Linked DNA regions of Anas platyrhynchos: region 2 is linked to region 1. Evidence: chromatin contacts called from public Hi-C data. All regions are on one chromosome and are shown on one strand. The core of a region is the stretch at or near the end of the contact, and the rest is flanking DNA. Distances in the headings are between cores, read along the strand shown. Region 1 holds the start of RPA1 (replication protein A1). Region 2 holds the start of PITPNA (phosphatidylinositol transfer protein alpha).

Region 1 (6,824 bases), core at 2,355-4,854:
AAAAAGATAATAGTAAAGGTAGAAAGCACTGAACAAGTACATTAGCTTAAAATCTACCTTTGTTAAAACAGAGACTAAACGAACATCTTTTGGGGAGTACAAAACTGGAGACTGTGAAAGCGTGATAGCAAGCTCAGGAGATAAACACTTGGTTTAATATCCTTGATAACGGCTCACACATAAAGACTCTAGCAACATTATACTGGGAATGATGATATTATTAGCTATCAGTCAGCACGCCAAGTAGAGGTGAAAGGATGTCTGTGTCTTGAGACAGAGAGTTAACGCTTACCATAGCAATGGAAAATCTCCTGGCCGCTTGAGATTGGCTGTGAGGCCCTGACAGTGGCAGCTGTCCCACTAAATGACACACTGATATTGGGGCTGCACGAATGGTTCAGAAGGCTGAGGACAGGGAAGAAGGCTGTTGCCAGGCGCACAGGTTTCCTATTTACAACAGCACCATCTCCAGACCCTAAAGAAAGAGGGAAAACAAGTATGTTAAGAATGAATTCTCTGTGACCCATCACAAATTGGGCCACTAGAAAGATTCTTTCCCTAGAAAGATTCCTTTAGTAGAAACATTTCTGGTATATTACTACAATAAAAAGTAGCTAAATATCATCTATGTATGTACCAAAGAACAGGCTGGCCTGGGACAGGACATTAATTTTAAGCAAGTCGTTCCCATCTGCAACAGGAGCTTTCTACAACTCTTTGCTTCACACGAACCAGATGAACAAGGATAACAAGGAAGAGCTTAAAAGTTTTTCTTACCCAACTCCTGCATTACGGTGATCGCTTGTGCATTGCATTGCAGCTGCAACACATGCCTCAGCATTGCTTCTGCCATAATCTGCAGCTCTGGAGACAGCTCATCAGATGTTTTTTCACATGCCTTCGGTCCGGATCCCTTCTCAGATGATTCCTGATTCAGAACAGCAGCCTCCAGACCGGCTTCTTGCAGTTTTCTGCATATAGCCACTACACTCAGCATGCAGAGGAACTTGTGTTCAGGGCTATGCTTCTCAGCATGTGGCAAGAGGTTGAACACAGCTCGGTAAGAACTCTGGTACTGGCCATTATCATTACAACCAGGGATAGCTCTGGATCCAGTTCTTGTAGCTGGTGCCTCACTGGGATGTTTACATCTTGTCTTGGTGTTAGGAAGATCATCATCATCATCATGGGACTGCTCCACAAGCCTGCTAACCTCTGAAAATCCTGCCAGTAGAACAGTCCTTAAAGCAACGTGGCAGAAGACCCCTAACGTGAGGAGCAGCCCTCCCAAGGAGCACTCTGTCCTGTGGTATTGCTCCCACGCCGTATCTGCACAGTTTTGGCTGCAGTACTTCGCATAACTGCACCCACGGCAAGGCACAGAGGCTAAAAGCTGCTTCAGACAGCGGTGGCAATACAGATCTGCATTAGTGACTTGAGCATCCCACACCATTTCACTGCTGTCCTGCAGCAGGTGGCTCTCCCCTTCTTCTGGGCAGAGCACGCTTACAAAGGCCTCCTCTTTCAACAGGTTCTGTCCCGGCAGGATGTCCTGTGAGGCCACCAAGTGACGTCCTTTCTCTGCATTGAACTTCAAGCTCAAAGATGAGGACGCACCCGAAATACTGTCGTTCTCTTCCCAGATCTCTGACTCTCTTTGAGCATCACCACACGCTTCTCGTGCAGGCTCTGGACAGCTCTCTCTCTCACGTACTTTAAGCTTCAATTGATTTAACTTTTTCAGCAGCGTCTGGTGTTCAGCACCAGTCATAATCCCATCCACAGCAATTTTATTCTCCACTGCAGCGAGGGCGTCTGCAGCATCCTGCACCCTCCCCAGGCACAGCAGGCATTCCACTTTCCGCAGCAAGACCTTGGGCAGCAGTCTGTCCGGATAGCCATGACTCTGAGCCCTGGCAATATCTTCCAAGCAAACCTAGAAACAAAGATAAGGCCTTTTAAACATACTTGAAAACCACGTGTGCTTTTACTCCATGGAGGATTCATCGCTTTTTAATAAGACCAAATTTTTAATTGGCAAATTTCCCGTTCATAGCCAATCTGCGGCCAGATAAAGACTCCTAAGAGCATAAGAAGGAAATCACGAAAGTAATGATGGAAGCTTTGAGCACAGCTTCAGCAGCTCACCTGATCCACAGCCTCTTGTTTAACAACCAGTTGTTACCGTGGCCTTTACAGAAGCAGCCACCTGAGGCCCCCCGTGCAGGCATTGCAGGGCAACACCTCAGATGCTGTTTGGGCTCTTCTTTGTCCTGTTTCCCCCTGCACACACAGACCTGCTCCAGGACGCTCAGGAACCCCTCAGGGGCACCCCAAAACCTCTTACCTCAAAGTGGCCGAGGTGGAAGAGGGCTGCAGAGCGGTTGGCGAAGCACAGGGACACCTCGGGGCTGCCGGGGAGCTCATGGGACGCTGCCTGGGGAGGAGAACGGAGGGTGCTGCCTCACAGGGGGGCACCACGGGGTGTGCCTCACAGGGGGCACCCTCAGCGGGACCCTCCTCACCCGGATCCCACCTCATGGGGAACCCCCAAAGATGGGGGAAGACCCTTCAAACACCAGGGGGAGATTCCCTACACAGCGAGGTGAGGGGACCCCAAATAGAGGGGGGACTCAACATGAGGGGACCCCAAACACCAGGGATGTGAGGGGACCCCAAACACTGGGGGGGACACAGCAGGGATGTGAGGGGACCCCAAATACCCAGGGGGGGGGGACGACAGCAGAGATGTGCGGGGACCAGGGACATGAGGGGGCCCCAAACACCGAGGGGGGACAGAGATGACGTGAGGGGACCCCAAACACTGGGGGGGCAAAGGGGAGTGTGAGGGGACCCCAAACACTGGGGGGGGGGGCAGGGGGATGCGAGGGGACCCCAAATACCAGAGAGTGGAGGGGGGTGTGAGAAGATCCCAAATACCGGGGGGGGAACAGCAGGGACACGAGGGGACTCCAAATACCGGGGGGCAGAGAGGGGTGTGAGGGGACCCCAAATACCGGGGGGAGGACAGTGGGGATGTGACAGGACCCCAAATACTGATAGGGGGACGGAACGTGAGGGGACCCCAAATACCAGAGGGTAGAGGGGGGCATGAGGGGACCCCAAACCCTGGGGGGGGACCCCAAACACCGTGAGGGGGGGACCCCGCGAGCCCCATACCTGCGAGTAGAGCAGCGCAGCATCCCCATAGCACCCGCGGCCGAACCGCCGGTTCCCCTCCTGCCGGTACCAGCGAGCGGCCGCGGGCTCCTTGCCGGTGCTCGCCCTGAGGCACAGCCGCTGCAGGGCCGCCGCCTCCTCCGCTCCCGGCCTGCCGGGACAACGCGGGGAGGGCTCAGCACCGTACGGCACGGCCTATCCCGGTCCCTCCAGCCCCGGGGCTCACCTGAGGAGGCCGCAGCCCAACCGCAGCGCCTCGCCCAGCGGCGCCGCCTCCAGCCGTTCCCTCAGCACCGGCCCTAGCGCTGCCCGGCACCGCTCGGCGCAGCGCCGCCATTCCTCCACCGGCAGCGCCATAGGGAGGCACCGGCACCGCCGCTTAATGGCGGCGCCCAGTGGAGAACCCCAGCAGCGCTTCCGCCGTACAGAGCCGGGCAGCCAATAGAGAAACCTGGGATTGGTGACGTCATGACGCGCCGGAAGTGGGAGCGCGGCTCGGAGCGGCGGGAGGATTCGGCGGTGGCGGAGCGCGGCGGGAGCGGCGGCACCATGAGCGTGCGCCTCAGCGAGGGCGCCATCGCGGTGAGCGGCCCCCGGGCGGCCCCGAGCACCGGGACCGGGCGGGGGAACGCGTTTGGGACCCCCTGGGCTCGGTTCGGGTTGTGGGGGGGGTGCGAAGGTTGCGTGAGGCCTGGGGATGAGGGCTCGGGGCGGGTGGCGGGGACCCGCTGCAGGCCCCGGCCCTGAGGGGAGCGGAGCGGGGCCGTGCTCTGAGGTGGTCCCGGCCCTCAGAGCCTCCGGGGGGCCCTCTGGTTGCAGCCTGCCCCCGCTTGGGGTCTCCTCGAAGCAACCGTGGCGGTGGCAGCTCGCTGAGGTTCTCTTTTTCTCCTCTCCAGGCCATCATGCAGGGGGAGAACGTCACGAAGCCTGTGCTGCAAGTCATCGTGAGTACTCCAGCAGCCTCTTGCTGCTGGCGGGTCGGCGGTCAGCTTTGTTGAGGAGCCCAGTGTGGCTGACGTGCCCTCGATGTCATTTAGAGTAATAGGTTTTGTGTGACTTGAGCTGTGCAGTTGGTAGCTGCTTTCAAGATATGCAAGTTCACTTCGGCTATTAATTACAGAATGACTCGGGTTGGAAAGGACCTTAAAAACTGCCTAACTCCAACCCCCTGCCGTTGGCAGGACGCCACCCCCTAGATCGGGTTGTCAAAGCCCCATCCAGCCTGGCCTTGGACACCTCCAGGGATGAGGCATCCACATCTTTCCTGGGCAGCCTGTTGCAGTGCCTCAGCACTCTGACAGCAAAGAATTTCCTCCTGATATCTAGAAGGTTTCGATTCATGCTTTTGACAGGCTTCGGAGGAAATGAGCAGGAAATAATGACCTGTTGTTTTCTCCATAGAATACACGGGCTATTGCTACAGGAAATGGGCCTCCTCGTTACCGAGTGCTGATGAGCGATGGGGTTAACACGCTGTCCTGTAAGTATGAAAAGCTGCCGTGAGATTTTTATAAGCGGGGCAGTACTGATGATGCTGAAGTTTCAGGTTTAACGTCACATTGCATAGTGATGAAAGAAGTATTGGATGAGAATGTGGTGTAAATGTGGACTGCAGACTCTGAAGTGTGCAGCTGCTTTTTAACACTCAGAAAAATTCCTTCTCTGGAACTTCTTTTGTGAGGTTTAAGCAATTAACTTGCTCTAGCATATAATCGAGGTGCAGAGATCTATATGTTTTTGTAACACAGATTTTCAAAGTAATTATCTTGTTTTTTTGTGTGATTTCTTTAATATATTATCATCTTAAAGGTCTTTTCCAAGCTAAATGATTCTGTCATTGCACTCTGAAGTTTGGGAATAAATACAATTAAGTGTATGTTCAGTGTTGGTGACTTGTTAGCTGTTACACTGTTTTCTATGTGCTAGTTAACCAAGCAAATTGTAGGTCTAATGTAATGCTAGTAGACTGGCTGGAAAAGTGTATGGTTTTGGTAGATCCACTTAAGGCTGGTATGAGTAAATTGTTTCATCATATTTCTCCTATTTTTGCAGCCTTCATGTTGGCAACGCAGCTGAACTCTCTCGTGGAAGAGGAACGCTTATCAGCCCAGTGTATTTGCCAGGTTAACAGATTCATTGTCAACAGCTTGAAAGATGGAAGGTACGTACATTTCTTCAAGTAGGGTTCTACAAAAAGACAGGTGTGCTAGCAGGTGCTCTGTCCTGGGTGACTAAGCAAAGACCAAATCCTTTTGATTAGGATTATCTGAAAATAATAAGTCTTTAGGGTGCAGGAGGAAAAATACACAGCACAGGCATTTCAAGGATGTGACTGCAGCAGGTGTATATGTGCCTAGCAAAGTGACTTAGTAATTGAAGACTTACAATTAGAATACTCCAAATTGTGGTGGTTTCTTTTCAACTCACTAAAAACTACCTGATGTGGTAAAGAAACAGTGAAGATTTCATGTCACTTAGGTGTTGTAAAATCTTTGGTCTATTATGAGACTTTAAGAGAAGCGAATTAGGCACAGTAAAATGAGAAGAGGTCTGAGTGAAATGATCATCTAACAGCTGCATAAGTCTGGGAGAACATGATTGGAGGTTCTGTATCTGTTTTTATTCCACAGTTTTCTGGAGGGAACATAACTTCTTTTGAGGCAGGGAACGGATTCTCTTGTAAAATCTGTCATGGTTTCAGTACTCTTGAAATGCTGTTTTTAGCCATTTTAGTGTTCCCATGCAGCCTGCCATCGGCTGTCCTTGATGAAACACGATGCTTTTCCAAGCCTACTTGTGCATCACGAGAGGGTTAAGCTGACAGTGGAGAGCTTTTGTTTTCTACCTCCCTTGTACAAAGAAGCAGCCCCTAATGGTTGCTTCTGGTATCTGCGCAGGAAGGATACTCAGTCTGATAAACTTGCAGAGGGAGCGAAAGTCCTTTTGTAATTGTCTATTTTGTGTTTGTAGGAGAGTGGTTATCTTGATGGACTTAGATGTTCTAAAAACTGCTGATATGGTTGGTGGTAATATTGGCAATCCAGTGCCGTACAATGAAGGTGAGTATCCTCTGTGAACAAATACCTCATCCAAACACACTATCTGTTATGATAGTCTTTCAGCTGTCTTTCTTTGCCTTTAAAAAGAAGCAATCAAGCATGTTCAGCTTTCTTATGCCTCCAGCAGTAATGTCTGTATCTCAGAAATCCTTTCTGTTTGTGTAACAAGTAGGGTTTGTCCATATTTTCACAAACTCTGCACCTTGTCTCTAGCTTCAGTCTCTAAATGGCATTGAGAAGTATCCATACTCTGTGATAGCATTGACAGGTCTTTATTATATGTTAGTGGTCTTTATGTAGAGTTTCAGTAAGTATGTGAGAGCTGTTCAATATCTCTTTGTGATGAGTAACCAAGTAAGTTAGTTTTTCTTCTGTCTGGGAAGAAAATGTCAGGAGGAAGATGTAATAATGATCTATAAAACTAAGATGGCACGGAGCGGATGAATAAAGAATGACAAATTTCTTTTTTCTCTTCTGCATTCACTTGATGCTCTTTAGTTCTCATATTACCAGGTAGTGGTTTTAAAACAAAGGCTGTGCTACACCCCCAAACAGTGTATAGTTAAATTATGGAACATGCTGCTA
Region 2 (6,824 bases), core at 1,982-4,481, 130 kb before region 1:
AGATCTGAATATTACTTTATAGCTTGATGTGCACGAACGGAGAAACAAACACAGAAGTTAAATAGTTTACAGTTTGTTTAGCCTAGCAAACAAAGAACGCGGGGGATGACTAACATTTATAGGCCATCAAGCAATAAAGGAGGAGGAGGGAAAACTACTCAAGAGCATCCAGAGAAAAAGCCTCCCAGGAGCAGCAAGAGGAACAAAGACACCTAACTTTGGGACAGAACTTGACCAAAAGACATGAAATTGTATGATGTGGTTGCCTGCCACATCAAAGGCCTGAAAATGGCAAAGAACATTTAAGATTCTTCCTAGATTAAAATATGCCTCAAATGACAGCAAAGGGAAGTACAGCTGCAGAGAAGGTCAGTGTCATTATCGTCACTTCACAGGAAAGGGAAGCGACTCTCTATACTCAGATTCTCCTCAAGGTCTTCCGATGCAGTATAAATCAAAATAGGGAGAGCGTGCAAGCATGCAAGATCTTAACCAGCACTTACAAACTTTGCAGCTGAAACCAACCAAAGAGACAAAGAAAACCAAAACCAAAACGCAACAACCCTCTCACCCACGCACAAAACCCAACCATGCAGCTTATCCAGAGTATGGATAGGTAGAAATGAAAGATAAGTCTGAAAGATTGATAGGACATGAAAGGAAAACTTTAAAGCTATCACTGCCTAACCACCAGTGAGAGAAGCTGCACAGAAAAAGACAGATGATGCAGATTGTCTGAGAATAAAAGATGTGATACAGGCTTTTTGTTATATTGCTCTATATCTGTAATATCTCCTAAAATACCTACGGAGCCCATAATAATACCCATTTGATTTAGTAGGGCGGATGTGACGAGGGGTCACAGCGGTGGAAGAACAATCTGCTCAGATGGCACACAGCTCGCCTGTGTTTCTGCCACCTACAGCAGCAGGCAGGCAGCAAGGTACCTGACTGCAGTGCTGGGGCAACCAGAACTAAACACAGGCAACAGAATGCTTTTGACTATCCAGGTCATGCCAAAAGAAGTCGTTTCCATACGCTTTAAATAACCGCTTCCTAGAACACAAGAGTTCCCCAACAGCATGCAAGATGGGCGACTTTTACACACAATGTCGAGGATGATTAATACCGAAACCAACAGTGACACAACTCTGACTGTGCAACTGTTGGAGCCAGTTGGGAATCCCAAGAAATCCAAAGTCAATGCACAAGTTTTTAATGGGCAGCAGCAACCTTGACTGTCCTTAGAGCCACGTGAGGACGTCTTAACAGAGACACAGTGGAGAGAAAAGGAACAGGACAATATAGCTAACAAGACTCAAAAGGTTTGCCAACCCTTCTGAAAAAAAGAAATGGAAGCCTGTAAAAAGACAGAAATTCAGTAATTCTGCTCTTTTAACCTTCAGTCTAAACATCTACTCTGCATTTTCTTTTAGGAAGGAGCAGCATGTAAGACCAGTAGGTATACTGATTTGGTGAGGTAAATGACAATAACAAGAAAAATGATTTTTGGAAGTGATCCTTATCAAAATAGACTTTAAACTCAGAAGTCTGACAATTTAAAGTACCGACATTCCCATCTTTACATGATGTTCTGTATGCAACCTAGCTCACTGGCAAGTGAGCTTCACTGCAGTACAGGGCAACACACTGGAAAGTAGAAGCAGGAAACATACATGAATTTGAATAGAAATAAACCAGACAGGTGCTGTAAGAAGCAAAGTACATTAACCAACTAAATTAATAGGGTAATCTCAATGAAATAGATGTTATAGAAGAACAAATTAATTAGCTTTTCATGCATCTGAAACTAAGTGCTCAGCCCGTGCTTCTGTTTGCTGTCCAGTTTAGCACTACAGAAGGTAACAGTGCCTCTGTGTTACAGTGACCAGCTCTTAAATTCTACACCCCTATTGTTGGATAAAAATAGCACAGGTTTAAAGATTGGGGGGGAAGTTATTCAAGCTTAAAGACAACTACAAGGATCAGCACAACCTTCCTCAGAGTTTTAATACTTAGATCCAAAGCGCATCCACAATCTGACAAAGCAACTGCTACAAGGAGGACACTGTCATGTAGGTATATGTGTCTGAGAGAAGACCTGAAAACCCACTTTGTCATTGGGATCAGAGCAATCCCTCCATAAAAGAAGAGGGAGGGGGGAAATAAGTGTTTTCTATCAGTCTGAAGAAGTTTAAAAGGCCAGGATGCACGTAGGGAAACCAAATGTAAACTGAACATCCGAGCCTTGAGAGCTGCCGGCTGAGCCGTGCAGCGGTGCGCCCAGCTCCGAGCCACCTAACCAAAGTGCACCGGTCCAAAAGAGCACACCACGTTAGCAGGCAGAAAGGTGCCGAACAAAAGGCTTGGGCACAGCGCTGTGACTAATAGTTCCACGCAGCTGGGACGGATCCGCCGGCCTGCCTGCAGCCTGCCTTCCACCAGAACAACCGCAGCAACGGCGCCCAACTCCAAGGTGAGGGCTGCGCACCCAGACGTTATTTCGGAGCTCTCCGCCACGCTGAAGTCCTCGTTGAGTTCCTAGCTAGAAACCACACGGCTAAAGGAAAGGACGAGGGCGATAAAACACCCAGCTTGTCATTTAGATGGGGGCAGAATCCCTGACATCGCGTCCCTGTGAGGAAAACCCCAACCCCTTGCCCTGGCAGCCCGGCCCAGGAGGGCTCCCCCCGGGTGGGGGACACCCGGCCCCAGCCGGTGCTGAAGGAAAGGCCAAAAAGAGAAGGGGGGGGGGGGCACAGCAGGCCCTAAACCGCCCTCCCCACACACCGTGAGGCGCCGCCGGGCCCGGGGGAGCAGCACCGGGAGGCCGGGCCCCGCTTGTGGCCTCCGGTTCCTTGCGAGGCGGGGGGGGGGGGGCTCCTTCACCTCACAGCCGCCTCCGTGACCTTCACACAGCGCCCCCCGCGCCCGTCCTTCCCTCCCACACCGGCACCGGGCCTTTTTTTTTTTTAATTATTATTATTTTTCTCCCCCCCCCCCCCCCAAAACGCACCCCGCCGCTCCTCAGAGGCCAGAAGCAAAGGAAAAAGGGGGGGGGGGGGGAGAGAAAAGGAGCTGCCCGCACTCACTATTCCTTGATGAGCACCATGGCGGCGCCTCCCGCTCACGGTACCGGGCGCCTCCCGGCCGCTCCGCGCCGCACCGGGACGGGGAGGGGAGGGGAGGGGAAAGGAAAAGAGGAGGGAGGGAGAAAGGGGGGGGGGGGGGAGAACCGGGAGGGGAGGGGGGGGAGCGGGGCGGTGGGAGCAGGGGGCGGGGCGTTGCCGGGGCAACGGCTGCGTCACGGCGGCGCGCGGGCGGCGCGCGCGCACGCCTCGCGGGAGGCCGTTGCGGGCTTGGTGAGGGGGGGGTGAAAGGGGGGGGGGGGGGGGGAGGTTTCCCGCCTCAGCGCTTCTCGCCCCCCCCTCCCCTTTTTTTTTTTTTAATTATTGAGGTTCGGCCTCTACAAACTGCTCTTTTTGTGTAATAAGGGGTTGGTAAATGACGTGATGTTCATGTGGAGATTTAAGGGATGATGCAAGGAGTGGTTTTTTGTGTTTTTTTTTTTAAGGTTTATGGCGAGTCCTCGGTGATGTGAGGTGCGCTTGGCGTGGAAGATGACGTGAAATTGCTAAAGATACCTTGAAATGATAATAAAAAAATAAAAAGCGTGGGTTCTGTTTTGGTCTCTGTGTGAGTGACCTCTGTTTAAGGCAGGAAAATAGCTGAAGAGCAGCAGCTGTACTACTTCATCACTGCAATCGCACAGAGCCAGGATCCCCTTTATTTGACTGGAAAATCAAGCCCCATACGTCCAGCATCACCAGGCTTGAGTGTGGATAACTGAAATGTGCGGGTTTTTCACTCACACCCAGCCCACCTCTGCTATAACGCTCCCACCTATGGCTACACACATTTATCTGTCACTACTGGATACCAGGTCACCCTGTTTGATAAAGCTTGACCTCTTTCTCAGCCAGCTATCTCGATTAAAAATAATAATAAATACTAATGCATTAAGATTTTTTTTCCTCAGATGAAGATTAATTGAACTCTGGCTGTGAGCTCCTACCTAGAGAAGAAAAGGACAAGAAAGCATTCGAAGTGCAGCCAAGCAATTTGGCAGACAGCACTGCGTAAAGCGCTCAGGCTTACATGGTCTTGTTAGGAAGCAAGCAATACTTTTATTATGTTCAGCCTCAAAAGGAAAACTAATGATTAACTTAATACCACATTTATTTTTAGATAGCACTGCAAGAATGCACATCACCTTACAGACACATAAAAGATGATGCTGGCCTGCCACAGGGCGCTTACATTTCAGCTTTGACAAACACGCCACAAAACAAAAATCTTGGGGACAGGAAGAAGTGGAGGCTGTCAGGTTGAAAGGGGGGGACATCTAAAAAAAAAACAGGAAGGGGGAGATTATTCCAAGAATAAAAAGCAAGTTGCAGAGGGTCAGGCACTAGGAAGAGGACAACAGCATGGAGCACAGCACACCTGATAAAAACAGATTGCGCAGAGACAGGCAGAGCCGCACAGGTAGAAAAACAAGCTGTAGGGTTTATAATTAATGTGTCGGAATGCATCTACACAATACATCATTGTTTCAGCTATTTCCAGAGATTATAATGGTGACATGTCATCAGGAGCGTCTTTTTTTTTTTTTTTTTTTAATTGTCAATGTTGGGTTTGTTTTTTTTTCAGGCCCTTCCCATCAGTAACCTTAGTGTAATATTATTTTCTATTATGAATCACTTTGCACTTCTAAACTGGGACATAGGGAAATAGCAAGAGCTTTGCAGATGCAGGGAAAAAAATGCTCAAAGCAGAAATTTAACAAAACTTGAAGATTTTCTTTTTCCCTTGCAGTATCTGCTTTATATTTTGTGGCATATTTCCCAAACCCATCAGACTATCAAGAGGGAAATTTCTTACTTTAAAACATTTTAGTGATTTACTGTCTTAGTTAAAAATCTCGTTATCCTACAATTTTCCTTTGTAGACAGAGCATGAAGAGCTCAGGTTTTGTTGTGGACATTAAACATTTCACTTGTAGCTGTGTTGCAGTTAAGTGGGACTCCCAGCAAGACTTGTTCTTTTCTTATTTTTGTACACCTGTCCAGTTACATCTTAAGGATCCAGATACTCTGTCAGCAACTGAATACAGTTACAAGTCCTGATCAGAAAAAACACCACAGATATTCTGTGCTACTCTTAATGGCAACATGCACTGCTTGTTGATGTACTTTGTAGATTATTGATGGGACTTAGGTAGTGACAAATTAGTGAAAGGAAAAAGCAATCACCCTTCCTTCCCCATTCAGTTTTTCTAATAAAATAAAATAAGATAATAATAATAATAAAAATATTAAATGCATCACCTTTACACAGCAACATCCCTGATGGACGGTTTCTACAAATGGCAGGCACCTACAGCTTAGGTTTCTGCTTCATTACATTCAGGTAGGGATGCTCGTACTGAGGAGGTGAGGCTTTTTCCATGACTACCTCCTCGCCCTTCTAATACGAGTGATAGGGAAAGGGGCATGGAAAAGCCCTACCAATTCAAGCATCTAGGAATAATGAAACTACTTCAACACATTGACCTACATTTGAGTTATAGAGGTAAATTCGTTATTGATCTAATTTATGTGGCTCTCTAGTATTTGGTAGCCCACTTATTTTTTCCACAGGATTGCTCATGCACACAGAAGAGTGCACTGGGAATTTTCTTAGTCCTGCATCACTTGGCTAGAAAGCAGCAATGCTATTTTCCATTCCAAATGTATGTAATTATTACATTTCCATAAGCATCAACAAACAAGGCAAACTGTCCCTGAACAATCATGCTTAACAGGACCATCTCAACAGTTTGTTTCTGCAGCATCCAAGGCAACATTTAGAAAAGGCTGAAGCCAGAATACTTTGTTTATCTTCTTAAAGCCGACCCCTGCAGAAGGTGCAGCATTTAAGCAGTTATGCCACAATTAGTAGAGGATGTGCACATCTAGCATGCAGATACAGATTTGTAGATAAGTTTGAGACTGCTTTTAAAATGAATTTAGCTCACAACTATCAGAGTAAATCACACCCCATGAGATCAGATCAGCGTTCCACCTAACCCAGCATGTATTTTCTCAATCTTTGACCATTAGCATATTCTTGAAGAGACTGAGTGTGCAGGAAAGTAATCTTTCCTTGGCGTAACTTTCTTTTTTTTACAGCAACTTAAAATCTCCCTGAGTTATTGGATGCATCAGACCATTGTTTAACCAGCCCCTTGTTTTAAAAAAATAAAAATAATAAATGCTTTTGTTCCCTACCACATTCTACAGCAATACATTTCACGGTTTGACTTTGGGCTGCATGAGAAAGTATTCCCATTTGTCCCTTTAACCCTAAACAACTAAAACATCATTGTGTACCCACCAGTCCTCCTAACTGCAAGCCAAAGGCACACTTTACTCTCAGTCTAAGAACAGAGCCTGGAACTGTGACTCAAAGGCATGAGCCCTGTTCCTCAGAGCTGACCGGCAGCTTCTACACATCATGGCGCATCAGCCACAAAGATAACAATTACATCTACCCCATATTTTATCAGATGAAACTGGCTTAGAGGACACCCCTAAAAAGGGCAGGAACTGAGAACTGCAGTAGGGAGGTAGATGGTAGGAATAAAAGGGCGCTCTCTGTTTAATTTAGCTGCATACGCTTCAAAGGCAGCAGCATCCCCACTGTTTCTTCATGAAAATACGCCACTTGTATTCCACCATTTTGCAGAGATATTTATGTCAGGAATTCACATGACAGAAGCG

Evidence for each region. Hi-C and Micro-C count contacts between places; a contact is called where the count stands out from the background.
Region 2: a contact with region 1 is called in a Hi-C map of skeletal muscle, with 4 times the contacts expected there. The contact joins the promoter of PITPNA here to the promoter of RPA1 in region 1. A contact is called at or near these places in 4 of 8 Hi-C or Micro-C datasets (liver, skeletal muscle and subcutaneous adipose tissue).

Annotation. Positions count from the first base shown.
Region 1 is chr20:5,478,872-5,485,695 of IASCAAS_PekinDuck_T2T, reverse strand. It overlaps RPA1 (replication protein A1), which reads left to right and starts at 3,604. Exons shown (of 17, transcript XM_027472115.3): 1 at 3,604-3,762; 2 at 4,077-4,124; 3 at 4,582-4,660; 4 at 5,233-5,341; 5 at 6,151-6,239. The coding sequence starts at 3,649. It overlaps SMYD4 (SET and MYND domain containing 4), which reads right to left and starts at 3,605. Exons shown (of 11, transcript XR_003501329.3): 1 at 3,407-3,605; 2 at 3,181-3,331; 3 at 2,348-2,437; 4 at 778-1,936; 5 at 293-475.
Region 2 is chr20:5,609,880-5,616,703 of IASCAAS_PekinDuck_T2T, reverse strand. PITPNA (phosphatidylinositol transfer protein alpha) reads right to left here and starts at 3,231. Exons shown (of 11, transcript XM_072025935.1): 1 at 3,093-3,231. The coding sequence starts at 3,112. LOC113845614 (a long non-coding RNA gene) reads left to right here and starts at 2,257. Exons shown (of 2, transcript XR_005260248.2): 1 at 2,257-2,476; 2 at 3,575-3,684.